Regions from separate parts of the Sus scrofa genome. Here regions 1, 2, 3 and 5 are each linked to region 4. The links are chromatin contacts, called in public HiChIP or PLAC-seq and promoter capture Hi-C maps. All regions are on one chromosome and are shown on one strand. Each heading gives the region's core, a stretch centred on a gene start, on an enhancer-like site or on the middle of the called end of the contact. The rest is flanking DNA. Distances are from core to core; before and after follow the strand shown.

Evidence for each region. Promoter capture Hi-C pulls out the DNA fragments that hold promoters and counts their contacts. HiChIP or PLAC-seq counts read pairs in DNA pulled down with a chosen protein or histone mark.
Region 1: a promoter capture Hi-C map of fetal liver shows a contact between it and region 4, with 2.6 times the contacts expected there. The contact joins the promoter of CMTM3 here to the promoter of PDP2 in region 4. A contact is called at or near these places in 1 of 5 promoter capture datasets (fetal liver), 6 of 47 Hi-C or Micro-C datasets (embryonic fibroblasts, fetal liver, heart right ventricle and 3 more) and 1 of 2 datasets of contacts at active chromatin or transcription factors (alveolar macrophages).
Region 2: a promoter capture Hi-C map of fetal liver shows a contact between it and region 4, with 2.5 times the contacts expected there. The contact joins the promoter of KIAA0895L here to the promoter of PDP2 in region 4. A contact is called at or near these places in 1 of 5 promoter capture datasets (fetal liver), 3 of 47 Hi-C or Micro-C datasets (embryonic fibroblasts, fetal heart ventricle and heart right ventricle) and 1 of 2 datasets of contacts at active chromatin or transcription factors (skeletal muscle).
Region 3: a contact with region 4 is called in an H3K27ac HiChIP or PLAC-seq map of alveolar macrophages. The contact joins the promoter of TMEM208 here to the promoter of PDP2 in region 4. A contact is called at or near these places in 1 of 5 promoter capture datasets (fetal liver) and 1 of 2 datasets of contacts at active chromatin or transcription factors (alveolar macrophages).
Region 5: a contact with region 4 is called in an H3K27ac HiChIP or PLAC-seq map of alveolar macrophages. The contact joins the promoter of LOC110260929 here to the promoter of PDP2 in region 4. A contact is called at or near these places in 1 of 47 Hi-C or Micro-C datasets (embryonic fibroblasts) and 1 of 2 datasets of contacts at active chromatin or transcription factors (alveolar macrophages).

Annotation. Positions count from the first base shown.
Region 1 is chr6:27,305,796-27,310,704 of Sscrofa11.1, reverse strand. CMTM3 (CKLF-like MARVEL transmembrane domain-containing protein 3) reads right to left here and starts at 2,559. Exons shown (of 5, transcript XM_021094006.1): 1 at 2,289-2,559. The coding sequence starts at 2,441.
Region 2 is chr6:27,824,640-27,829,357 of Sscrofa11.1, reverse strand. It overlaps KIAA0895L, which reads left to right and starts at 2,462. Exons shown (of 7, transcript XM_021094035.1): 1 at 2,462-2,577. EXOC3L1 (exocyst complex component 3-like protein) reads left to right here. Exons shown (of 14, transcript XM_003126935.4): 9 at 85-195; 10 at 911-1,040; 11 at 1,138-1,260; 12 at 1,344-1,499; 13 at 1,591-1,715; 14 at 1,790-2,090. The coding sequence ends at 1,979.
Region 3 is chr6:27,861,227-27,866,085 of Sscrofa11.1, reverse strand. It overlaps TMEM208 (transmembrane protein 208), which reads right to left and starts at 1,749. Exons shown (of 5, transcript XM_005664411.3): 1 at 1,611-1,749; 2 at 894-989. The coding sequence starts at 1,616. LRRC29 (leucine-rich repeat-containing protein 29) reads left to right here and starts at 1,615. Exons shown (of 7, transcript XM_013998260.2): 1 at 1,615-1,861. The coding sequence starts at 1,615.
Region 4 is chr6:27,562,748-27,567,519 of Sscrofa11.1, reverse strand. It overlaps PDP2 (pyruvate dehydrogenase [acetyl-transferring]-phosphatase 2, mitochondrial), which reads right to left and starts at 2,097. Exons shown (of 2, transcript XM_021094015.1): 1 at 2,018-2,097. It overlaps LOC106508763 (a long non-coding RNA gene), which reads left to right and starts at 1,041. Exons shown (of 3, transcript XR_002344554.1): 1 at 1,041-1,904; 2 at 1,997-2,145. It overlaps CA7 (carbonic anhydrase 7), which reads right to left. Exons shown (of 7, transcript XM_021094019.1): 7 at 3,554-4,155. The coding sequence ends at 3,979.
Region 5 is chr6:27,215,534-27,220,379 of Sscrofa11.1, reverse strand. It overlaps LOC110260929, which reads right to left and starts at 2,454. Exons shown (of 2, transcript XM_021093983.1): 1 at 926-2,454; 2 at 1-130. The coding sequence starts at 1,435. It overlaps BEAN1 (protein BEAN1), which reads right to left. Exons shown (of 5, transcript XM_021093984.1): 5 at 2,631-4,846.

The sequences.
Region 1 (4,909 bases), core at 1,310-3,809, 260 kb after region 4:
TCAGGCCCCCAATAGTTCTGCAGATGTGTGCTCTGCAAGGCAGACTGGGATGACAGGGCTGGCTGTCCTCTGGGCCAGTGGCCACTGAGGCTTGTGGCAGCGCCTCAGCTCCTCACAACCACCCATGCACTGGGTGCCCTTCACAGCCCACTTTGCAGATCAGAAAAGTGAGGTTGAGAGAGGTGCAGTGACTTACTTGGTGTCATGCAGCTAATAAAAGGGCATCGGAATCTGAATTCAGGTCTGGCTGACCCCTCAGCTGGAGTTCTTAAGCAACCTTGCCCTGTGGGGGCTGGCCTTTATCTGTCCAGGTTTTGGTCACTCTGGCTGGGTTTGAGCACATCCATGGCTGAGTAGCTCAGAGTGGGGCCAGAGGGTCCCTTAGGAATGACAATCAGATGCCCTGCAGGCACTGCGGTGGATTCAGACAAGTGAGCTGTAGCGATCCCACCACGAACCACATCTGCCTTGAACATGGCCATAGATGAAGCTAAGCCCAACTTGAACAGATAAAAAACGATGGCATAGTGACAGGCTGAGAGGCTGCCAGGCCTCCCAGGAAGGCAAGGCCATAGGACCCCAACCTGGTCCTTTGCCAAAGGTTGTTCTGTGTCCCTTCTTTTTCTGTCCTTCCCCTCTCCCCAAAGCCTGATCCTGGCGATTCCCCAATTCCCCTCTCAATTCTGCTCCCTCATGTCCTGATTCATGCGGGAGCTTCCTCCTACTTCCTGTCCATATCAGCTCCCCACTTGCTTGGGTCTGGGGGCAGCCAGAGGTGACCAGAGGGAGGTAGCAGTGACTAGAGTGGCTCCACTGCATCTTCACTGCCCACCCCTCATCCTTCCTCCCTCCTCTTCATCCTCGCAGACATAGATTCTTGGGCCTCCTCTGTGCTCTGGCCAGCACCTCCTCCACCCATGAGGTGCGCTTGAGCAGGGTGTGGTTGTGGTCCCCTCCGTGGATGAGCGGATTCAAAGCTTCTCCCCGAGAGTGGCTCCCATCAGTCTCCAAGTGGATGGGGGTGGCCAACCAGGAGGAGACTCCCTGGTGTGTGAGCTGTGAGTCCTGGGCCCTGATGCCTCATCTGGGAGTTGGGCAGATGCTGGCCTGGAGACCTCTGGGCTGACCTCAGGGGCACAGGAGATGCTTGGACTGTCTCCTGCCATCTGCCCTGGGTGATAGAAAGGAGAGGTTGGAGCAGGATCCTCCTCCCTCTGGTCCCTGCCGCCCTGCTGCCCTTGTCCAAGCTGTCACCTGGCCCTCAAGTGACCCATGTCAAGTCCCCTGGACGCTTGGTCCTCAGCTTTCTTGTCTGTAAAGTGGGAGTAATGACAGGGATTTTCAAACTGCTGGAGATCTAAGCAACAAGTGTTTCTCCCTCCTCCCCTCCCCTCCGCTTGGCCTTTCTTCCCCTTCCTTCCCCCCCCCCCCCACAGGCCGACCGTGCTGGGGAATTTTCCGAGTGTCCGGAGGACAAAGGCCTGACGGGGCCTACCGGGGTGGGGGTTGCGGGAAGGAGGAAGGAGCTCAGTGGGGCGGGACTGCTGAATTCTAGCGAGGGAAGGGAGGAAGAGGAATGAAGTCACCCTGCTGGACCGCCCTTCTGCAGCCTGGGTGGGGTGGGCTCCCTGCGCGCCCCCCGCACGCCTGGGCCTCAGCCAAGCTCGGGGGTCCCCTCTCCCAAGCTGGCGGGACTCCACTCTGGCTTCCGTCCTGCAGCCCGAGGCACGGCCGGTCTTCCCAGTGCCCAAGAAAGCGGGCAACGGCGCGGAGGGCCAACTCTAGCCCTTGACTCCGGAGCTGCAGAGGGCTGATTCCTCCAGGGCCCTCCCGGGTCGTGGCGGGGGCGGTGGGCGTGGGAGCCCGCGACGGAGGCCAGAAGTTGCAGGGACATAGCCCGGCCCAGGGGCCCAGAGAGGGCGGAGGCGCCCAAGGGTCACACAGCTCCTGGCCGAGTTCCCAGCGGCCGGGCCACCTCGTCGGCGGGCCCCCTCCTCAGGCTTCCCTCTGGACCCCAACTTCGGGTTAAAGAATCGGGAAGCCCTGGGCGCGGGCCCCGCCTCGCCTCCAACCCGCGGCTGAGCTTCAGCGAGCCCGTCCCGAACTGGGGAAGTTTGCCCAACTCAGCCCAACTTCGGGGGGCTGCGAGGGGAGCCGGCCAGCCGGGGCTCCGGGACCGGGGGATGCAGACGGCGGCTACCGCCCGGAGCCTCACGCCGGCGGCTGCGGACCGGAGCGGCTGCTGGGGGCTCGGCGCCGCCAGGTGGGGCCAGGGGCGCTGCACTCACCGACTCCGCCAGCAGGAGGCGGCCTTTGAGCGAGCAGAGGAAGGCGGGCGCCGGCAGGAGGGCGCAGAGCCCGGAGACGGCCGTGCGGGGCGGGGAGCGGCTGGCGGGCCCGGGGTCCGGGTCGGGCTCTGGGTTTGGGTCTGGGGGCCACATGGCGTCGGCGGCCGGGACCGAGGTTCGGCCTCGCTCCCTCTCACCCGGCGCCCGGGAGGGAAGCGGAAACCCGGACTGTGCGGAAGCACAAGGCTAGGCTAGAAGGGCGCGGGGGCGCATCTCCCCGCCGCCCCGCCCCGCCCCGCCCCTCTTCCTGCCCCGTTCCCTCCCCCTTCTCCTCTCGGCCTCGTTCCCTCCTCCCCTCCTCCCTACTCCTGCCCCCTCCTCTCCTCCCTCTCCCCTTCCGTCGGTCTTCCTCCTCTTTGCTTCCTCTCCTCCCCTCGGACCCAGGCTGCCAGGGCTGCTTAGGACTGCGCTGGCCCGACTGGTGGCAGTGCTGGCTTGGAGCCTCCTCAGACCCCTGCGTTCCCCCCTCCACCCCTGTCCTGGCATCAGGAGACCTTCTTATTGCCGCCCCGGAACACCCAGTCAGAGCTCCCACCCATCCCTTCTTGCCCAGAAGATGGTCTGCACGCGCTGTCTCCCTCCAGTCATGCTTCCTGCCCATGCAGGAACCCAGAAACCTAGGCGTCCAAACTGAGAGACTCCTCTCCTGTCCTGTGGCTTTGACCCTGCTGTCAGCTCCCCGCCCCGCTCCCTCTCCCTTTGTCCCCTGGCCACCCCTCATGTGCTTGCCCAGCCCAGACCTCATTGTTGGCCACCGCAACCCTGGATTTGCGCGCACACATTCCCCTCGCCCCCACCCTCACCCCGCATCTTCATGGAGAGGACTCCAGACATACACCTCGGGGCCCAGCCGCTGCACAACCCACACATGCCTCCGGGGCGTTTGGGGTTAAGTGGATCCAATATCCAGGCCATAACATTCTCACTCTGCCTGATCCTCTGTGAAGGGCGCTGTCATCTGTCTTTCCACCCCAAGAGCCAGAGACCTGGGGATTGGCGTTGTTCTCCCACACACTCACCATCCACCAAGGCCTGCACTTCACTTCCCAAAGCTTTTCTGGATCTCTGTCCAGGTCTCACCTCCGCAGCCTCCAGTAGATCTGAAACCACTTCTGTCTCCTTCCTGGACTGTTGTGAGGGTGTGTTTAGGAGGCTTCTGTGCTTTCTCTCTTGGCAGCCAGAGGGATGCTTAAATCGTCAATCACAGTCATCTTCATTCTCCTCACCTTCAAAAACCTTGGGAACTTCCCGTTTTACTCAGAGACTTGGTATAGAGCCTAAAAACGCAGCCCCTTGCTATCCTCTTCTGTCTCTCATACCCATAGAGCTTTTTACCTCTTACATGCTCCCTCCTGCCACAGGGCCTTTGTACATGCAGAGCCCTCTACCTGGATTGCTTTTTCCACCTTTTTATCTGAATAATTCCTATTTTTCTGTGATCACACTGCAGTAGCACTTCCTCAGAGGAGACTTCCCTCACCTTTCTAGCCAGGTAAGAGGCACTCACTCACTCATTTATTTATTCATTCCACTGCAGTGCTAGAAGCCCAGGAAGCAGGGAAACCCCAGCTTTGGGGGGATGGATGTGGGTCGGTAAACACTAACCGCATCCAGAGAATCCTGAATAAGATCCTGGTGCTACGTCTGGCTGGTTCAGAATGCAATCATAAAGGCTGTGTGGAAGAAAGGACTGGGCTAAGGGCCAGGGGAGAAGATGGATCAGACAAGGGGTGGGGTCAGACTGTGGAGGACCAGGCCTTGGGGTTTGGATTTTACTCCTAATTCCCTGAGGGGAGACCAGGTGAAGATTAAAACAAAGGATGTCCTGGTTCTGATCTGTGTTAATTAAAGCACAGCTCAATATAAATAACTCAAAAATAAGAAGAACAAGCCAATTTAAAGAACGGGCCAAAGATTTGAACAAGCAATTCAGCAAAGATATGTGACCATACACGAAGCATGTGAAAAGGTGCTCCATATCATTGGACTCTAAGAATGTAAATTAAAGCCACAATGAGTTCATACTATACAGCCATCAAAATGACTTAGTAAAAAAGGATGCTGCTATTTAAGTGCTGCTGAGGATGTGGCGCAACTGGAACTTTCATGCACTGCCGATAAGGGTGGAAATTGTTATCACCACTTTGGAAGACAGTTTGGCTGTTTCTCAGAAAGTTAAACAGAGACCTACCATATGACCGAGCCATTTTGCCCCTCGCTATTTACCCAAGAGAAATGGAAATACGTGTCTCTACAAAGGCTTGTAGGTGGATGTTTATAACAGCCCTATTTTTAATAGTTCACACTGGAAACCACCTGTGGTCCATCAGCAGCTCAACAGGTAAAGGAGTAAACTAACTGGGGTAGCCCTGCAGTGGAGTACTTCAGCAATCAGAAGGAGTAAATCATTGACAAAGGCAACAAGGTGGATGCATTTTCCCGATATGCTGAAGAGAGTCAGACTTGAAGCTGTACATGCTGTATGAGTCCATTTGATGAAATTCTAGTACAAGTGAAACTAAGCTCTAGTGACAGAAATCAGATCGGTGGTTACCTGGGGC
Region 2 (4,718 bases), core at 1,213-3,712, 260 kb before region 4:
TTGGGTTTCTTGGAGGCGGGGGCCAGAGGACTGGGGTTGTGCCAGAGTGACAGCAGGTACAGGAACCACATCTACTCTTTGCAGCTTCAGTGATGCTCTGATCCGATTCTCCCGAGACCACCTCAGAGGGGAAGCAATGGCCCCTCATTACGTGCTCTACCTACTGGCCACCCTCAACCATCAATTAGCACTCAGGTACCAGGAGACCCCCAGAGAACCCCACCTTCACTAACCTCTAACCGAGCACCTATTAGGTATGGACACAGCTCACACTAGGCCTTTAGGAATTTTGGACTCACACAGCTCTGGGATTCCAATCCTAGTTCTGCTAATTACTAACTACGTGACTTTGGGCCAGTTACCTAATCTCTCTGAGTCTTGCTTTTCTCATCGGCAGTAAATGGGTAATCATGGAAATCTTGAGAATCACATAAGCGATGTGAAGTACCTACCACAGTGCCCGGCACATAGTGTCAATTATACATTCATTCAAAAAATATTTAACAAGGCCCTACTCTTTGCCAGGTAATATCTGGGGTTACAGCTGTAAACAGAACAAAACTTTCCCTTCCTCTTGAGCCTCCTGTTCTTTGAGGTGGGGGGCAGAAGACAAACAAGTCAATGATTTTGACTCTGCCCTTACCGAAATAGAAACAGAAAGACATGAATTTCTCAAGGTCACACCATGAACCAGAGGCAGGTCCAGCTTTGGCCTGTGAGCCTTCTAGCTCGCTGAGCCCACCGCTCCTGGCCTCAGTCCAAGGCCCAGGCCTTCAGACGTGCGCGGAACCGCCCTTCTTGTCCCCTCACGCTACACACTCCGCCACTAGGTGGCGTCCAAGTGGCTAGACAACCGAGAGCCTCTTGGGCCTTGGCCTTGGTCCTGAAGCCTTACTTTTGGTCGGTCCAGTTCCTCAGTGTCCGTCCTGCAGCCCGACTGGGTGGCCCCAGGGACCCTGGCTCCAGTGGAGGCAGCGCTGGACGAGTTGCAGAGGAGGATCTGCCGCCTGGTGTTGGAGGCGCTGCTAGCGGAGCTACAGGTGAGGCTTCAGCTGGAGATGGGGGTTTCTGCAGAGAATGCCAGGTCTGAATCGTCCCTGCAGCTGTGTTTTTGACCATCCTCCGCCCTGATCCCAGCCCCTGTTCGAAGCTCTACCTTCGCGCCGGTGGCTGTCGAGCCCGGAGCTACTGGACGATGTGTGCAAGCGGACGGCGCGCTTCTGCCAGGACTTCCGACACGTGCGGAAACCCGCGGTCCAGGTGCGCTTGGGGAAAAAGGTTAGGGAGGGGTGAAAGTGCTCATGGGAAAAGGGTCCTGAAACCATTCGATCGAGCTCCCGCAGCTGCTGCTGGCCGAGGCGGAGCACATCGTGGTGCTGCAGTACCTACGTGCGCTGATGCAAGGCCGCCTAGTGTGCCGCAATGCCGAGGAGCGGACACAGGCGGCCGAGCGCCTACGGCAAGATGCCGCCCAGCTTCAGGAGCTTTTCCTCAGTTTGGTGAGAACTCCTTGAGCGAGCAGATGGGAGGGAGTCTCGGTGGTTGGGTGGGGGCCAAGGGCTGGCGCGAGATCTATCCCGACGTACTCAGGGTCTGGAGGAGAGCGTTCAGTGCGCGCCGGTGCTGCTCGCCCTGAGGGAGTTGCTGAACCTCCGGGACCCCACACTACTTGGCCTCGAGGTGGCAGGCCTGCGGCAACAATTTCCCGATGTGAGGTGCGAAGACAGCCCGGAAGGGGAGAAGGGACGCGGGCGGGGCTGGACGGGGCTGATGCACCTCGTATCTTCAGCGAGGATCACGTCTCCGCCCTCTTGGACCTGCGCGGGGACGTGTCGCGAGAGCAGCGCCTGGCCGCACTCAGCTCCCTGCAGGTCGGCCCACAGCCATCGCCCCAAGCTGGACGCCGCGCACTCTTCAGCCTCGTGCCAACACCTGCACCCCCGCTGTCTTCCTGCCTCCCTTCGGGGTCCTGTGCCTGACCTCCAGCTGCCTGCAAAATAAAGCTACGGCCCCATTCACGGCCTGGATGTGTTTGCTGGAGAAAGGGGGAGGAAATAAAAGTGCCCGCGAAACTCGGGGGACCACGTGCAGTGACGCGCCTAAGGTACCATGGCTCCAATTCTGATACACGGCTGTGCCCCACCTATCCCGGCATTAATCCTGTGTGGGCTGCTTTCCCAAGTATCTGGGCTTCCGCTGCTGTATGCGAACTACATCCACACATATCCGCGCATCGGCAACGAGCTCGCGCCTCCTGGGTCCGGAGTCGGACCTCTGAGTAGCGCTTGAAGCCGGGAAACCTGCTAAAGCCCTCGTCGAGGGGGCAGGCTTAAGATAACGCCCCTCCCAGGGGCGTGACCCGATGGCTAACATCTCCCCCTCTGCTCTGCCTGGCCCCACCCCGCGCCGTGTTTTTCGGCGCGTGCGGCCGAGAAGATTGACGCGGGTCCGTGCGCCTTTGTCCGAGCGTGCGCGCGCCCGAGTGCGTGCGTCACTAGCGTCGGCTCCCGTGGGTTGGGTGGCCGGCCACCGGTGTTGCGGAGCGGGAACGGCAGCAGCAAGAAGAGGAGCGAACAGGTGGGGGCGCGGCACGCGGAAGGAATTCCCCTAACCCTGAGGGCCGAAAAGGCGTTGGACTCGACCCCTACTCATCTACCAGGGAACCCCGATCCATTGTCCTCTGGCCCCGCCCTCCATTGGGCACGCCCTGTGCCCCATCCCCCGCCACTTATTGGCTGTAGATCACGCCCCTCCTCGATCTCCTCGTCCCCATTGGCTCTTCTTCCACGTTATCCTCTCCCGGAGTTTCTTATTGGTACAGACCACACCCTCTCATTTGTCAGACTCCGCCTTCAGCCGGGGCTCCTCCCACAGCCATCTTTCATTCATTCTGTATCTAGTGCGGGGTACTTGGGTCATGAGGGTGAATCAGACACGTCCCTGCGCTCAGGGAGTTCAGGGGATAGTGGGGGGACACGGACCGAGGCTCCGACAGGGACAGCCTAGGGTGTTAAAGAAGCTGCCTAGGCCCTGGAAGCCTTTAAGACGCTGAGAAGGCTTCCCAGAGGAGGTGAGGCCTAAACTGAACCCTGAAGAATGATTAGGAGTTTGCTACAGGGAGACATTGGGAGGGCATTCTTGGCAGAAAGACCTGAGACATGAAAGGAACACAGGCGAATTCTGGTAATTGCAAAGAGGTAGGTCAAGTGAAAGATGGGGAGGTGAAGGGGGTTGGTAAAGTAGAGGCCCAGAGACCAGCGAGGAATCCATAAAAGTGTATAGTTAGCTGAGGGGAGGGAAACTTGAGACCTGAAATCTTTTCCATCAGTTTGTCACTAGGCAGAGTGCAGGGAGGGGGAGGGAATCAGATCCAGATGGGGAAGCAAAGTGCAGGGAAGGAATGATTCCAGTTCTGACATGGAGAAGGGCTCTTGGTTTCAGATGAGCAACTGCTTGGTTTATTGAGCAACTGCTCTGGGTCAGGTACTGTTCTGTAGACACAGCTGTGAACACTGAAAAGGAGAATACAGATAACTAATCATATATACTGTACTTCAGATGATGATAACTGCTTCAGAGAACAATAATATGGGGAAGGGGAGGTATGGTGGAGAGGGCAGAGGAGGTTTACTACTTTATAAAGGGTGTGTTAGGGAAGCTTTTCTAATCACATTTGTACAGAAATCTGAGGAAAGAAAGAGAATGACGCCTTGTTACAGGAAGGGAAAGCATTCCAGACAGGAGACATGTTCAGTTTGAGATGCCTCTTCTACATTCAGATATAGATATTGAATTGAGAACTGGCAACATTAGTCTGAAGTTAATGGAAGAAATTGGGGCTGACATATCTAAAACCATGACAGTGGATGAGATCACCCAGGGAAGGAGCGTAAATGAAAATGAGGACAGAGGTTTGTTTTTGGTTTTTTGTTTTGTCTTTTTGCCTTTTCTAGGGCCGCTCCCTCAGCATACGGAGGTTCCAGGCTAGGGGTCTAATCGGAGCTGTAGCTGCTGACCTACACCAGAGCCACAGCAACTCGGGATCCGAACCAAGTCTTCAACCTACACCACAGCTCACAGCAACGCTGGATCCTTAACCCACTGAGCAAGGCCAGGGACCGAACCCACAACCTCATGGTTCTTAGATTCGTTAACCACTGAGCCACGAAGGGAACTCCGAGGACAGAGTTTTTCAAGTCCTGGGCATTACAGTGTTAAGAGGTCAGGAAGATAGGGATGACCAGCAAGGAAAACCAAGAACAAACAGTCAGTGAGCTGGGAACTACATTCCAGTGTATTTGAGAACCAGGTGGAGAACTTAGCTAAGCCCAGATGAACTGATAAACTTTGTCAAGTTCTACTGATCAATATGAAGATCACTGGTGACCTTGGTCAGATCAGTTTTGATGGAGAGTGGGGGGAAGCCTAATTGGAATGAAATTGATGAACAGGAAAGAAGGAATTGGAAACTGAATGTGGATAACGTGAGGTGTTGTGCTGTCTTGAGAAGCAGCTGGAGGGAGATGCAGTGGAGCTGGAAGAGTGTGGGGTCAAGCGAGGGTTTTGTTTTGTTTTTTAAGATGGAGAAATAACAGTGTGTGTTTATGCTGATGGGAAGAATCCAGTAGAGAGGAAGACATTGATGATGTGGGAGAGAGGAGAAATGCTGGAATTATGTCCCTGAGCAGGCAGGAGAGTTTGGAGGCTGGAACCATCAG
Region 3 (4,859 bases), core at 500-2,999, 300 kb before region 4:
TTTTTTTTTGTTCTGACTATTCAGCTCTTTTTTCTTTTCTTTTTATGGCTACACCTGAGGCATATGGAAGTTTCTGGGCTAGAGGTCAAGTCAGAGTTGCAGCTGCCATCCTACGCCACAGCCACAGCAACCTCAGGTGAGAGCTGCATCTGTGACATACACCACAGCTTGCGGCAATGCCAGATCCTTAACCCACTGAGTGAGGCCAGGGATCAAACCCTCATCCTGACGGACACTACATCAGGTTCTTAACCCGTTGAGCCAGAATGGGAACTCCAATGTTTATTCCTTATTTTTCTTTTGCCTGTACCCATGCCACAGCTGTAACGAGAGCAAGAGCAGTGACAACGCCAGATCCTTAACTCACTGAGCCAACAGGGAACTCTTTTTTTTGGCCACACCTGAGGTGTGTGGAAGTTCCCAGGCAAGGGACTGAACCCACACCACAGCAATGACCCAAGCTGCTGCAGTGACAATGCCAAATCCTTAACCCAAGGCACCAAAAGAGAACTCCCCAATTTTTTTATCTGAGCCGCACCTGGGGCATACAGAAGTTCCCAGGCAAGGGGTTGAATCAGAGCTGTAGCTGCTGGCCTGCACCACCACCACAGCCATGTGGGATCTGAGCCACATCTGCAACCTATACGACAGCTCACAGCAGTGCCAGATCCTTAAACCACTGAGTGAGGCCAGGGATAGAACCTGCATCTTTCATGGATCTTAGTTGGGTTCATTAACCGCTAAGCCACAAAAAGAACTCCCTCATTTAATTTCAATTGGAGTTTTCTTTTCAGGCTTTGGCTGTCACATACCACCACCACTCCACCCCACCAAACAGAGCTGAAGACTGCGGGACCCTGGGTGGGCACATTAGCAAGGAAGCAAGCACTTACGTTGGCCCCCAGTATGATCCGCAGATAGAACTTCAGGGTCTCTTTGTTCTCCTCAAATATCTGCTTCTTCCCTCTCGTGCCCACTTTGCCCTTAGGCTGCAGAGAGATGGTGAGATGCTGTCAGAACCCTCGTCAGCCAGGGTCTTCTCTACTTTCCCACCATTCTGGTTAGCTACAGAGTTCCATCTGTACCTCATCTGACATCCCCATGGTGCTCAAATCTATTACAATCCTTGGAATGTCCACCTCTCCAAACTGTCCTGCTTAGAGCTGACACCATCTTCCCTGCACACGCAGCAATGACTACCTCCTGCTCCGGATGGGAACAATCCAATACTAGGACAGTATCTCCTGGATCCTCTGATAACTCAGTTGTGAGCGGACAAACCCTTTAGAAGGGACTCCTCTGAGTGGGCTTGAATGGTGCCCCTCTTGGGCCTCTGCAGGAGTAGACCAGATCTGAGCTGACGCGGCGTAGGCCTCTCAAACCTCTAGCTAGTCCTGATACTGTCTGGTACGGAAGCCTAGCCCACTCGGGCAAGACTTCTGGTAAGGTCCTTCGCCTCTCCACTGCCCACCTCGATCTGGTACGGCCCAGCCACTGGATGGCGCCCCTCTCTGGCCGACCCACGTCCCTTGCGGTCCTCCTTCTGTTTTCAGTCTCTTGGCCCCGGGACCGCTTTGCCATGACGACTCCGCCCCACCCGCCCTCCTTACCGCCATGGTGCGACGCAAATACCCAGGCTGGGAAAGAAGGGAGAACGACAGAAACCGCAGTCACTGGATAACACATCGGCAGCAAGGCACTTCCGGTGCAGACCCAAATCGTCAGCAACTGGGACGGAAATGGGACGTCCACTTCCTTCCCAAGCTCCGCCCAGCAGAGTCGGCCGGACTACACTTCCCAGAAAGCATTGCGCGGGGGCGGAGGCGGCAGGGATGCGATGGCGGAGTCGCTGCCCCTGGAGGTGAGAGGAGGCCGCCCTCTGGCCTAGCTCGGGACAGACCCCGCCCTCGGGGTCCCAGGCTGTGGGGAGGGCTGTCAGATAGCTCGCCTGGCCCCGCCCGTCTGGCGGAAACGACCCGATCGGGAGCTCCTAGGACCAGCAGGCTATGGGTAATGGCCCCGCCTTTGGGCCACTCCGTCCGCTTACCTTGAGGGACCATCCTCTCCGTCCCCATCGGCCCCAGGAGATTGTTGCTCTTTCACCTCAACGAGGACAGGGCCTCTGCCTACCCCCCATCTCTTGCGATGGCCGCCCCTCCCCCTCAATTCTGGAAGATATCGGCTCCATCCCATCATCCCCAAGGGTAACCCTATCTTGTCCCCATTGGCCCTTGGAATGGTCTCTCCATTCCCTCCTCCCAGAGAGACGCCGCCCCCGCCCCCGCCCCCCTCACCTGGCGGTGGGCAACTGACTGCCCCTTCCCATCAACTTCAGGCATGGTCTCTGAGTTCCTTCCCTGGGGAGAGGCCTGCCCCCGGACTCCTTCTGCCCATAGTGATGGCCATCCGTACCCCCTTCACCCCATAGGATGTTTTCTCTTTCCTTAGCCGGGAGCAAGACCACTCTGCTGCCATTGTCCGTAGAGAGGTAACAGATTTTGTCCCCAGTGGTCTCTTTCGGTGGCCTCTCCATCCTTTTTGCTCTGAGACTTGGCAGCCCCCTCCCACAGCCCAAGGGAGACATGCCACCCTTTCCCCACTGGTCCTTAGAATGGTGCTCCTTCCCCTTAGCAAAAACAAGACAGCTCCAACCCCAGTGAGCCCCCTGCCATGGGATCCTTTCCTCCTTCTGCCCCAGAGGATATCTATTCCATCCCCAAAGATCTCAGAGATGACCAGTCATATCTCTAGTAGTTCCTTGGGATGGGGTTCATAGCATGACCACTCCTCCCTATCGTTGCCTCTTTTGGTCCCTCTGGAAAGGCCTCCTCCCTTCTCAGCTCAAAGAATCATGCTTCCTCCCCTCAGTGAGGCCAGCTTTATTGCCTTCCCTTTGCTCCTTGGGTTGGTTGCTGAGCCCCAGAAGGCAGGATGGCCACTATCTTACCTCAACTGAGACAGGTTTTCCTACCTTCCCCTGGGAACAGGGGTTTGATCAGTCCCAGTCCCCATCAGTGATCTCTTCCCCAGGCTCAGCTTCCCTGGCCCAGAGGCTGTTCTCCCAGTAATGATCTGCTTTATATTCCCACCCCTTCCTTGAGCAAACCTTTGGTGAATATCAAGGTAAAAGACCATCCATCCTTACTTCATTCAATCCGTAAGTGTTGGCTGAGTACCTTCTGTGTACTGGGGATCAGAAAAGGGAAGAAGAGATCAGAATGCGCTGGTGAGGTCAGGCTTAAGGAAGAACATTCCAGGGAAAAGATCCACATAGGCAAAAGGAAATAAGGAAGTAGACAGGCTGTGTTTGTAGGTTAGTGAGGAGACTGGGTTGGGGAAGCTCTTGGACAAGAGGTCCAGTCAGGCCTGGAGGCCTGGCCGCACTGGCCCAGGAGAAGAGATTTTGTTTTGAGGGTACTAGGGAACGCTGAAGGTTTTCATCAGGAGTGCACTGAAACTGAAAGCTATTTTTTTAGGAAACTAACCTTGTTGCAGTGTGCAGATTGATTAGCAAGGATGAGCCTGGAGGCAGGGCGATCAGGTGGGAGACTGTGGAAGGAATCCAGTTCTGGGGTGATGAAGATGTTGGCTACTAAGATGGTAAGGCTTCAAAAGTAGAAGCATTAGTAATAGCAACCCAGCAACTATTTATGAAACACCATATATATATAAAATTTAATCCCCATCATAAAGACTATGATCTAGATTTTTTAATATCCCTATTTTACAGGTGTGGAAACTGAGACATAAAGAGCTCAAGTACTTGCCTGAGGTCACACAGATCATACAGCTAGGAACTGTTGGAGCTGGGATTTGAATGAGTCTAAGTTAGCCTGGCCTAAAGCCTGTGCTTTACACCTGTATCTGAGAGTGAGAGACAAAAAGAGCATGAAGAGAACAAAGTATTATCAGGATCTTTAGGCAAGATGCACTGTTGGCCTTGAAGCCCAAGGCCTGGAAAGGTGGGAGGAGAGGCTGTTTTGGACTGAGATTGAAAGGAAGGTGATGATAAAACATTTGGAGAAAGGATGCTGTGGACAGTTGGCGATACTAGACTAGCACATGAGTGATAAAACAATTTGGCCATACTGAATTGTTGATTATTCCTGTAGAGGTAACTATTAAAGCCATGCTAATGAATTTATCATCCTAGAATGCAAACAGATTGAAAAACCTAGGTCTGAGCCCTGGGAGCCACAGAAGAATGCAGAAATAGGACAATTGGAGTGGTGAAAGGAGTCCTAAAAAAGTGTTACAGGAGTCAGGAGGGAAGATTCCAGAGTTCCCACTGTGATGCAGTGGGCTAAGAATCTGACTGCAATGGCTTGGGTTGCTGTGGAGGCCCTGCACAGTGGGTTAAAGGATCCAGCATTGCCGCAGCAGCTGCGGTGTAGGTCACTGCTGGGCTCAGATTCAATCCCTGACCCACGAACTTCCATATGCCACAGGAACGGCTATTTTAAAGGGGGTGGGGGGATTCCAGAAGAAAAGAATAGTTAGTACCGGATCATTTCTGGTCTCACAGGCCTCCAAGCCCCACCCACCCCTTGCCTCAGAGAGCATAGGTGGAGTCAGAGCCTGAGCCTACCAGCCTGGGTCTTGATGAGAAGGTGAGTTGGCAAGTGAAGAAGACAGGAAAGCGTGCAGTCCCAGTGTGACTTCCTGAAGCTACTGGAGGAGCATCCGACTTGCTGTATTCTAGATTCTACTCGACCCTTTACCATGTTACTTACGGGTCACAATAACCCATTTAAATCTCACTACAAATGCCATTTTATAGATCAGGAAAACAAGGAGTTCCTGTCGTGGTGCAGTGGTTAACGAATCCGACTAGGAACCATGAGGTTGTGGGTTCGGTC
Region 4 (4,772 bases), core at 848-3,347:
CTGTTCTATTTTCTAGTTTCTCTGGTGACTCGGGAGGAGGAGCCTTTCCACGTGTTTTTGGATTTCGTTTAGGAATCCTGCCCTCCCCAAAGTTTGTCTGTGGGGGTAAAGGGAGCTCCCACACTTGAAGACCACTCCCCCTCTCCTCAGCCCACGCCGCCCAACTAGGAGTAGGAGCGGTTGGCCAGGGCGCACAGAAGGCGCCTCCCCGCGCCCGCGCCCCCTCCCCCCGCCCAGCAGAGAAGCGAGCAGCGATGCCCGATGCAAGGCGGTCTGCCGCAGCCCGGACCCAAATAATTTCGCATATCTAAAGAAAACAGGTCCCCAAGTCAAGTTTCTGACCCACAGCCTCATAGATAAGAGCGCGGCCTCCGGAGTCCACTAAACCCGATCTCCTTCAAACCCTGGCGCGGCTACGTCCCTGAGCTCCAGCTTCTCAGTCCATAAAAAGGGAAACTAAGTCGCGAAGCGGCGCTCACAGGGCTACTCTGAAACAGCCAGTGCGGACGTCCCTGTACGCAGCCCAGGGTTCGCCGTAAGGCCGCGGGCCCACGTGGCGCGTGTGCGCGAGAGGGATGACCGCAGTTGAGGCCAAGGCTCTTCCCGGTCCGCCGCGGGCCCGCCCCCTCACCTCACCTCACCTCACCTCCGCTCTCCGCCCCAGCACCTGAGCCGACCGACACCGTGGGCCGGAGCGGGCCTGGGGCTGGCCAGGCCCGGCGCGATAAGAGGCGTTCACAACCCGCGTAGCCCACTTTCCTACCTCAGGTCCTCGCCCTCCTCTCACCTGCTTGCGCCGAGGCCTCCGGGCTCCCCCCCTCAATTCCGCGCCTGCGTGCAGTGCTGCGGCTGCAGCCACCCAGGACTCGCCTCCCTGAAAGTACCTCTAGTGCAGATCCCCGGCTGCCGGAGAAGGAAGCATCCTCTTGCCAGTCTTTATTGGTTCATCTGTGGAGGCGGGCCCATGACGGGCAGCAGAATTGCCCAATGGCTGAGGAGGACAAGAGGGCGGGACCCGGAGGGGCCAAATCCGGTTCCTCCTCAACTTCCCCCGCCCACCTCCATCCACCCTCCGGGCTCCTCCGGACTATAGGTAACCTCCTAGACTGTAGGTAGCCCGGGTGCAGGGATCAGGCAGTCCTGTGGCAGAGCATCCCACCACGTGACACTCCGCACTCTGCACACCCCAAAACGCCCAGGCTCTCCCACTCGTCACCGTTGTTAATAATACCCCACGGCCTCCTCTCCGTTTCTGTGCCAACCCTCTTTCAGGCGCCACACCCTTCTATATCTACTTGCCTCCCTCTGGAGGCCCTCCGAACGCCTTAAACACAGCTTGCCTAGAAGTCATCTTTCTGCTAACTTTGCTCTTTCTTTCCTCCCCTAACGTAGTAACGGCCCCACCATCTGCTCAGAGATTCAAGCCCCAAGTAGGAGTCATTTTGACACCTCTCCCTTCACCCCTACTCCTCTCCTGTCAGTTATCTAATCCTGTTCACCTCATCTCCTAAACAACTCCAATCCAAACATTTGCCTCCAGCTGCTCTGCCACTCTATTCCATTCTTCTCATCTGGTCTCCCCACCTCTGACTTTATCTTGGCCCTAGTAGCTCTGCTTCTACAGAATAAGTAGGGTGATCCTTCTACAATGCAAATTGCTGCTGTAAAATCTTGTAAAATGCTGTAAAATGGCTTCCCACCAACCATTGGGCCTTGAACTGACATTTACATTGGCATGGCCACTGACCGTTACCACAATAGTTGGTTGGTGGGTTGAGAAAGGCTGAGAACCATGACACCAGATATTCCCTTAGTCCCTTCCATTGTGGCATCAGAAGTTCTGCATCCCAGTTATGGCCTGCTGCCTTTCAAATCACTGTAAAAGAACTCTCCTACTGACTGTGGTAAGTCAAGGGCAGTCCTCCCACCAGAAACAGAGAAAAATAGGAGGTGACCAGAAAAGGCCACTTAGAGCCCTGGAAATGTGGTCTTCTAGAAGGAAGACACACTGACTTACCTGGGGAACCTGGCCAGCCCACCTGGATCCAAGGACCTGCCTGCCATAAAACAGCTCCTGTCATACTTGGCCCTGATATGATATTCATACCGCCACTCACCCTTGGTCCCTTCCGGAAGTACTAAAGAGTAAGTCAGAATTTGCACTATCTCTCTTCCTGGATACTGAAAGGGCTGTTTCAGACTTAAACTAAAAATAACTCTAAGGGATTCTAAATAAATTGGTGTAGTCTTTTAGTTCATTTGGGGTTATAAAGGGTCATCCTTCAGGACAGAGGCAGCACAGTTTAATTACTCAATCTGTAGGCGTTTATGGGTGCCTGAATATGCCAGGCCCTGGGCCAACAACTGGAGACACCGAGATGGCTGCCTCCGCCACACTTTCCTGAAAAGATTACATCACTCTGCTAAGTCTGAAACCACTCAGTTTTTGTAAGTTACCACACACACACACACACACACACACACACACCACTTCCAAAGTAGAAAGTCACCCTTGAGGGTTTTGTGTGCACCAGAACTTTTGCTTAAAGGCTATAATCAGCTCAGACATCCTATAGATGTTGGCCAGCCCTAGAACCCTACCCAAGGCTTCCTTGTCTCAAGGTCTTATTAGAAAAGAATGAATGAAGGATGTGTGGATTCAATGCCCAGACTGGTGCAGTGGGTTAAGGATCTGACATTGTTGCTGCTGTGACTCAGGTTCAGTCCTTAGCCTGGGAACTTCCATACGCTGCGGGTGCAGCCAGAAAGAAAAAAAGAAAAAAAAAAGGAAGATTATCCTTGGTGGGCCTGATCTTATCAGATGAGCCTTTAAAAGGGATGAGTTCTTCCTGGTGGGGAGATTTTCTGCTGTGGAATCAGCAATGGGGGTCTAGTATGGGGAAGAGGAGGCAAGAGGAAGCTGGGAGACAGCCCTGGAGCCCCTCCAGAAGCACAGCTTCCCATTCTTGCCCATACAGCACTGGCCTGGGCTACGCTGTGAAATGGTAGTTTTCCAGGAAACTGCGGGTACCTCTCCTGCCACTCTTGCGGAGGCCCTGCCCTGAAGGCCCAGGGCTCTCCTTTTAGGCAGGATCAGGGTGGACTGTCAGCACCCTGACCTAAGGACCCCAAAGCCCAACACGAAGCCAAAAGTCAGATTGGAAAGCCCAGGAAGGAGCTATTGGCGAGGACAGAAGTCAGAGAGAAAAACAAGATTACAACAAAGAAGAGCAGGCCTTTGATAATAACCGAAATTATTTATTTCTCTATTTCTCTCCCTTCCCCTTCCTCTTGCCCATGCCTCTGCGTGCAGAGAAAAGAGTAACAATATGGTTAACAGCTGTTAACAATGCTTATCTCTGTAGGAACTTTCACATTCTTTGACCACTTATTTCTTTATTTCCTTTTTGTCTTTTTAGGACCACACCTGAAACATATGGAGGTTCCCAGGCTAGGGGTTGAATGGGAACTGTAGCCACTGGGGTACACCACAGCCACAGCAATATCAGATCCAAGCCGAGTCTGCGACCTACACCACAGCTCACGGCAACGCCAGATCCTTAACCCATTGAGCGAGGCCAGGGATCGAACCGCGTCCTCATGGATACTAGTCGGATTTGTTTCTGCTGAGCCACGATAGGAACTCCTTTTAAAAACTCTTTGAAACAGGCATCAGGCATTTAATAATTGGGAAAAACTCCAGTAACATCTGTCTTAAACAATTATGCACAGGCGTGGGAGTGAAGAAGCCACAGCACAGGCCGGGTAAAGTCTCTTCTGGGGCAAGAGAGGCAGCTGGGGAGAGGACAGGGCCCTGGAGGAGGCTGCTATCTTAGATGGGGAAATCAGGAAGGTTTATCTGATAAGGTAGGCTTTGGACAGAGATCTGAAGGAAGTTAGGGAGTGAGCTTGACAGTATCTGGGAGACAATGTTCTAAGGAGAATATATAGCAGGGACAAAGGTCCTGGCCTTGCCAACTAAGGGAAGGGCTTGAATTTTATGGCCAGGGCTGCCTGTCTCATCTCCAGCTCTTGGGCCAGAACTGGAGAGAGCTTGAAGGAGAGTCTCACCCGTGCCTTCCTAAAGTATGGCCCATGGAACAGGATCCCAGAAAATGTTCTGAGAGAAAAGGACCACATCCATACTGCATTGCCCTGGAAGAGATTCACAACGAACAATCGCTTAGTTAAGGCACTGAAAAGTCCTGCAGTAAAAGGAATTCATCCAGTCTCAGCTCAGCAATTCCAAACATTTCACCATGAACCTCCTTTTTGCTGTAAAATCTAGTCACATCTGGCAGAACCCATGTACTTTGTGAAAAGCCCATATATCTATTCTTAGAAGAGCAAAATAGAGTCCAGAGATCTGAACTGGCTTCCCCAGTTTCCCTTGTGATCCAACTTTAAGCTTGTGGCTGCAGTACTGTTGTGGCTCAGCAGAGATGAATCTGACTAGCATCCGTGAGGACGCAGGTTTGATCCCTGGCCTCGCTCAGTGGGTTAAGGATCTGGCATTGCTGTCAGCTGTGGTGTAGTTTCGCAGACTCGGCTCAGATCTGGCATTGCCGTGGCTGTGGCACAGGCCAGCAGCTATGGCTCCAATTTGACCCCTAGCCAGGGAACCTCCATATGCCGCAGGTGCAGCCCTAAAAAACAAACAAAAAAGCTTGTGGCTGAGAGGGGTCTCAGTCCTGGTCTCTGGACTCATGGGCAAGCCACATTCCTAAAAACTTGTGACCCACATTTGGTAGCCTGAGGGACCAGTTTGGGGA
Region 5 (4,846 bases), core at 1,205-3,704, 350 kb after region 4:
CGCTGGCGGCCTGGACCAGTGAAAACTCGGCCTTGGAGGTGGCCCTGTAGCCCAGCCTGCCCAGGGCCGCGTGCAGAGTGTGTTCGGAGAGCACGGGCCGCACCCAGTAGGCAAAATTCCCCGTGTATGTCTGGAACAGACGGGTGATGGTTAGGGTGGACGGTCCCTGCAGTGTGGCTGCCAGGGGCCGGGCAGGACCAACGGCTGGTCCCACGGCCCCTGGAGGCTCCTGAGAAGCAGCTAGGACAGGGCATCAGCCCACATGGAAACCTGGCCCACGGGCCAGCCACCCCGTCCCATTTTACAGAAGGGCACATGAAGGCCCAGCGGCAGGACCTGTGTCTCAAGAGACGCAGCAAGAGAAGGACCGAGCGGGCCAGTGTCCTGGTTCCCCACCTAGCAGCACTGGCCTGGAGCGAGAAGACATGGAGCCTTTCCAGTGGCCCTCCCCAGCCAAAGTCTTTCCCTTGCTGCTGCTTTTTTTTTTTTTTTTTTTAAGATTTTTGTTTTTTCCATTATAGTTGATTTACAGTGTCTGTCAATTTCTATTGTACAGCACTTGACCCAGTCACACATGTATATATTCTTTTTCTCACATTATGCTCCGTCATGTTCCATCCCAAGTGACCAGTTGTAGTTCCCTGTGCTACACAGCAGGAACTTCCCTTGCTTCTTACGAGCTCCTTGTACCGACTCCTTAGCGAGGTGGTACAGCCTAGCGGTCAGGGGCTGCACTGCCTGAGTTTGGGTCCTGTCTGGGCTGCTTCTTAGACCATAGACAAGCTGTAGTAACCTCTTCAGCCCTCAGTTTCTCCAACTGTAAAAAGGGGCTGAAGTCAGTGGGCATGATAGACCCACCGTCCCCCCCAAAAGCAGAGCCCTGGCCCCTCCCAAGACCCCCTCGCTCGGGGCTGGCGCTGCCTACCTTCAGGGACCTGATTTCCTTCCTCCCGGGAGACAGAAGTAGGTTGACAGAGATCAGCTCCAGGAATTCCAGTGCGCGCACCAGTTTGTGGCAGATGTGCTGGGCAGAGCTGGGAGCCCCCTGCGAGTGAGGGGGCTCCAGGTCAGGGGCCACATCCTCCGGCAGACAGAGCTGGGGCGGGGCCCGCATGCCCAGGAGCTGCTGGGCCCTGCGGATGAGGGCTGCTTGCCTGCAGACCCTGAGCTGGCCCTCCTCTGCCCTGTCCGTGTAGTAGCCGATGAGGTCATCCAGGAGGGGTTCAGGAGCACCCCTGTCTGGGCCTGGGAGTCGGGACCCACTCATGGTGGCGCTGAGGGGCTGGATGAGAGTCCTCTGGGCTGCCCAGGCCAGCCCGCCTCTGTCCCATCCCCCAGCTGAGTCAGGAAGCCGAGGAGGAAGTGGTGCGAGCAAAAGAGAAAGCTGTGCAGGGTGGCTGCTTGTTACTCTGGAAGTGGCTGGGGTTCTGCTCATCTCCTCCCAGTGCAGCAGAGTCAAGGTCAGGCCGGATCCTCGCCTCGCCTCCAGAGCAAATGGGGAAGTGCACTGGTGCCTGCATCCTCCACACGCCACATGGGTGCTGCTGGACGTTTGGCATTGTCACAGCCTGGGGCCAGAGAGAGCCAGAGAGGCCCTTGTCCATCGCAAGTGCCCCTTCCTCCTATTTATGAATGAGGAGACCAAGGCAGCGAGAGCAAGAGCTGGGATGGGAGCCCAAGGACAGGAGTTTCTTATTGCTGCTTGTAATGAATTACTGTAAATTTAATGGCTTAAAATAACACAACTTAATTATAATTCTAGAGGTGAGAAGCCCCATGTCATGGTTGGGCCGGTTCCTTTTGGAGCTTCTAGGGAAGAAGCCATTTCCTCGCCTTTTGTACCTGCTGGAGCCCCCGCAGTCCTTGGCTTGTGGCCCCTTCCTCCATGTTCAGAGCCAGCTCTGTAGCATTGCGCAATCTCTCTCCTGTCTCTGCTTCAGTTTCTTTTCTCCTCCTTTGACCCTGTGGCCTCCCTCTCATAGGACCTCTGTGCTTCTCCTGGGCCCACCTGGACAGCTCAGGCTAATGACCTCATCTCAAGGGCCTTCTTAACCTAATCACACCTTCAAAGTCCCTTTGCCAAGGAAGGTGACATACTCACAGGTTCTGGGATTAGGGCCTGGCCGTCTTTGTGGGGCTGTTTTCAGCAGACTACACCAAGTCTGTCTGATAGCCAAGGCTCTGCTTTTCCTTAATACCGAAGACTTGCAGGAGCACCCAACAGGAGTGGCAGGTTTGGGGATGGGTTCCAGGCCGTTGAGTCATCTTGAAGGGTGGTCACTAGACCATGGGGTAGGGCAGGGGATCTGAAACCAAAGGGTTTAAATGATCTCTCTCTGGCCTCATTTGCTCCCTGAGGAGGGGTGTGGAATTGTTAACATTTCACAAAGTGGTACACACAATTCAACAATATATGATTCTTCTCTTGCTTTTAGTTGCTTTTTTTTTTTTTTTTTTTTTTGGTCTGTTTTTCGGGCCACACCTGCGGCATATGCATGTTCCCAGGCTAGGGATCCATTCGCAGCTGTAGCTGCCGGCCTACACCACAGCCACAGCAACATGGGATCTGAGCTGCGTCTGCGACCTACACCACAGCTCACCAATGCCGGATCCTTAACCCACTGAGTGAGGCCAGGGATTGAACCCGTGTCCTCATGGATGCTAGTTGGTTTCGTTAACCACTAAGCCATTACGGGAACTCCTCTTTTGGTTACTTGTTGACTTAACCGCTTCACTCCTTCTGGACACCCTAGTCCTCAGCTGCTGGGAAGCCCATCGTGACTGCGAACTGCCTTCCGTCCCTGTCTCTCCAGGGTTGCCCAGGATCATGGGGGAACGCTGGCAGGGTGCCTGGATCCATTCCCTTCTGTGGCGTCTTGTGCACCGGTCAGCCCGGCTGCTCCAGGGCCTGCCTCCTCCACTTGGGGCCACTGCAGTCTCTTGAACTATCTCGTTAGTCACACTTCCTGGGCCCTCAGGGAGTGGCTGGCTTGGTGAGAGCCTGCTTTCTCTGCCTGCCAGAGTGACTTGCTTTGGGGATAAGGCAGGGGCAGAAGGAGGATAGAGGATGCTGGAGATTTGCAGGGGCTGCTTTGGCTTAGGGTGGGCTGATGGGGGATGTTCTGAGGCCCAGAGAAGGGAAGGGTCTGGCCCAAGGTCACAGGGGCCCCCAGGACTGGAACCGGGCTTTGTAGCCACCTTCCCTCCTCCTCTCGGGTGATTCCTGCTGCTCACATGTGGCGGATGCCATGGGCGCTCTGTCCACAGGCCTTGGAACGTGCCCGGCCCGTGGCAGTGGCCTCATCAGCCAGCAGCTGCAGCGCCCCTGTCTGAAGACTTTATTTGGCTAGAAGAGCCCACTTGGTGCACAAAGGGCAGGGATTAACATTCTCTGGGGAACAGCCTCAATGACCTTTGAGTGTGAGAGCCGCTGTGTGAGTGATCCATCTCCCTCAGGCGGTTAACAGAGGTGTGCTCTGCTCGTTCTCGTGGAGTTGCCCGTGGCGGCAACCTGTTTGATGACATGCTGCACACGCTTCCTCCCTTCCTGGTTTCACTGCCCCCTCCCTGGTAGTGCTCCTGGGGTCTCCTCCCCCATTAACCCCTTGTACCCACATCCTATCCCAGGGTCTGGTCCTGCCCCCCACCTCCTGCCCCGCTCCCATTGTCCTGGGAATTTGCCTTCAGGTCCTGTCTCCTTGGGGCCTTCATGGCCTTGCTGTCCAGCGAGCCCCCCCTTGGTCCAGCCCCTCCAGCCCCTGGTGGAGAGAGGTGGCCAGTCTCCATGTGGGAGTGTGCACAGGTCTCTGTGTAGCAATGTGCACAAAGACTGTGGATGTGGCTTTATAGGTGGACAGGCCATTGCATGTCGCAGTGGACACAAGGCATGTTGGAGATGGAAGAGGCAGTAAATACCGAGCCCAACAGTCCCCCTGGGCCAGTGGGATCCTAAGTGTGGTGTTGGAACTGGATGTCGGGGTGCGGTGGTTCAGGTTGGGGTCAGCAGGTGGCTGGGCACTATCGCCATGAAGGCTGCTCCATCCATTCCCAGGAGCAGGGGCCTTGCAGCATGGGGGTGGCACCTGAGCCAGGCACAGTGGTGCTTAGAAGAACAGAGGAGTGACTGTTTTGCATACAGCGACGGGGGCTTGGCTATCTGGCTGTGCCCAAGGAGAGATGATGGAGGGCAGAAGTCACTCCCAGAAATGGAACGCCTGAATGCTTTCAACCTATGGAGCATCCAAGGGAGACAGAGAGGCCCAGGACCTAAAAAGGTTCTGTCTACAGCTGTGAGTGTCAGTGTCTGAAAGTGGGAGAAGGGAGTCTGCTCATCCGTGGGGTTCATTTGCTCTGAACAGTGGTGGCAGGCAGCCAGCAGGTGGCAGTGTGGGCCTGGCGTGGAGATGCTTGGGCGCAGCACTGTTGGGACCTGGGAGTGGGCTGTACCTTCCTTAGGCTTGCATCCCGCTGTCAGGGCACTCGGGAGTTTAGGACTGCGCTAGTGGGCTCTACTTGAGTTCCTGTGGGAGGGAACAGTGGCAGAGGGAGGGAACCAGCCTCTGTTGGCCAAGGGATCAACGACCAAAGCCAAGGTCTTATGGCAAGCACAGACAGGAAGAGAATTTCTGCAGAAGGGGAGAAAACAACTTCTTTCATCCTGATTACATCCCCTGTCCCCTGCTTCCTGGTAGTCAAAGCCATCTGGGTGCGGAGAGCCAACTGCTGTCCAAGTGAGATGTGCAATCCTTGGTGTTGCTGGAGTCGAGTCCAGAGGTTTAGGGCCAAATCTGGGAGAAAAGATGCTGAGTTTCAGAGAGGTTAAAAGATTAACTCGGGTGAGTCAGGG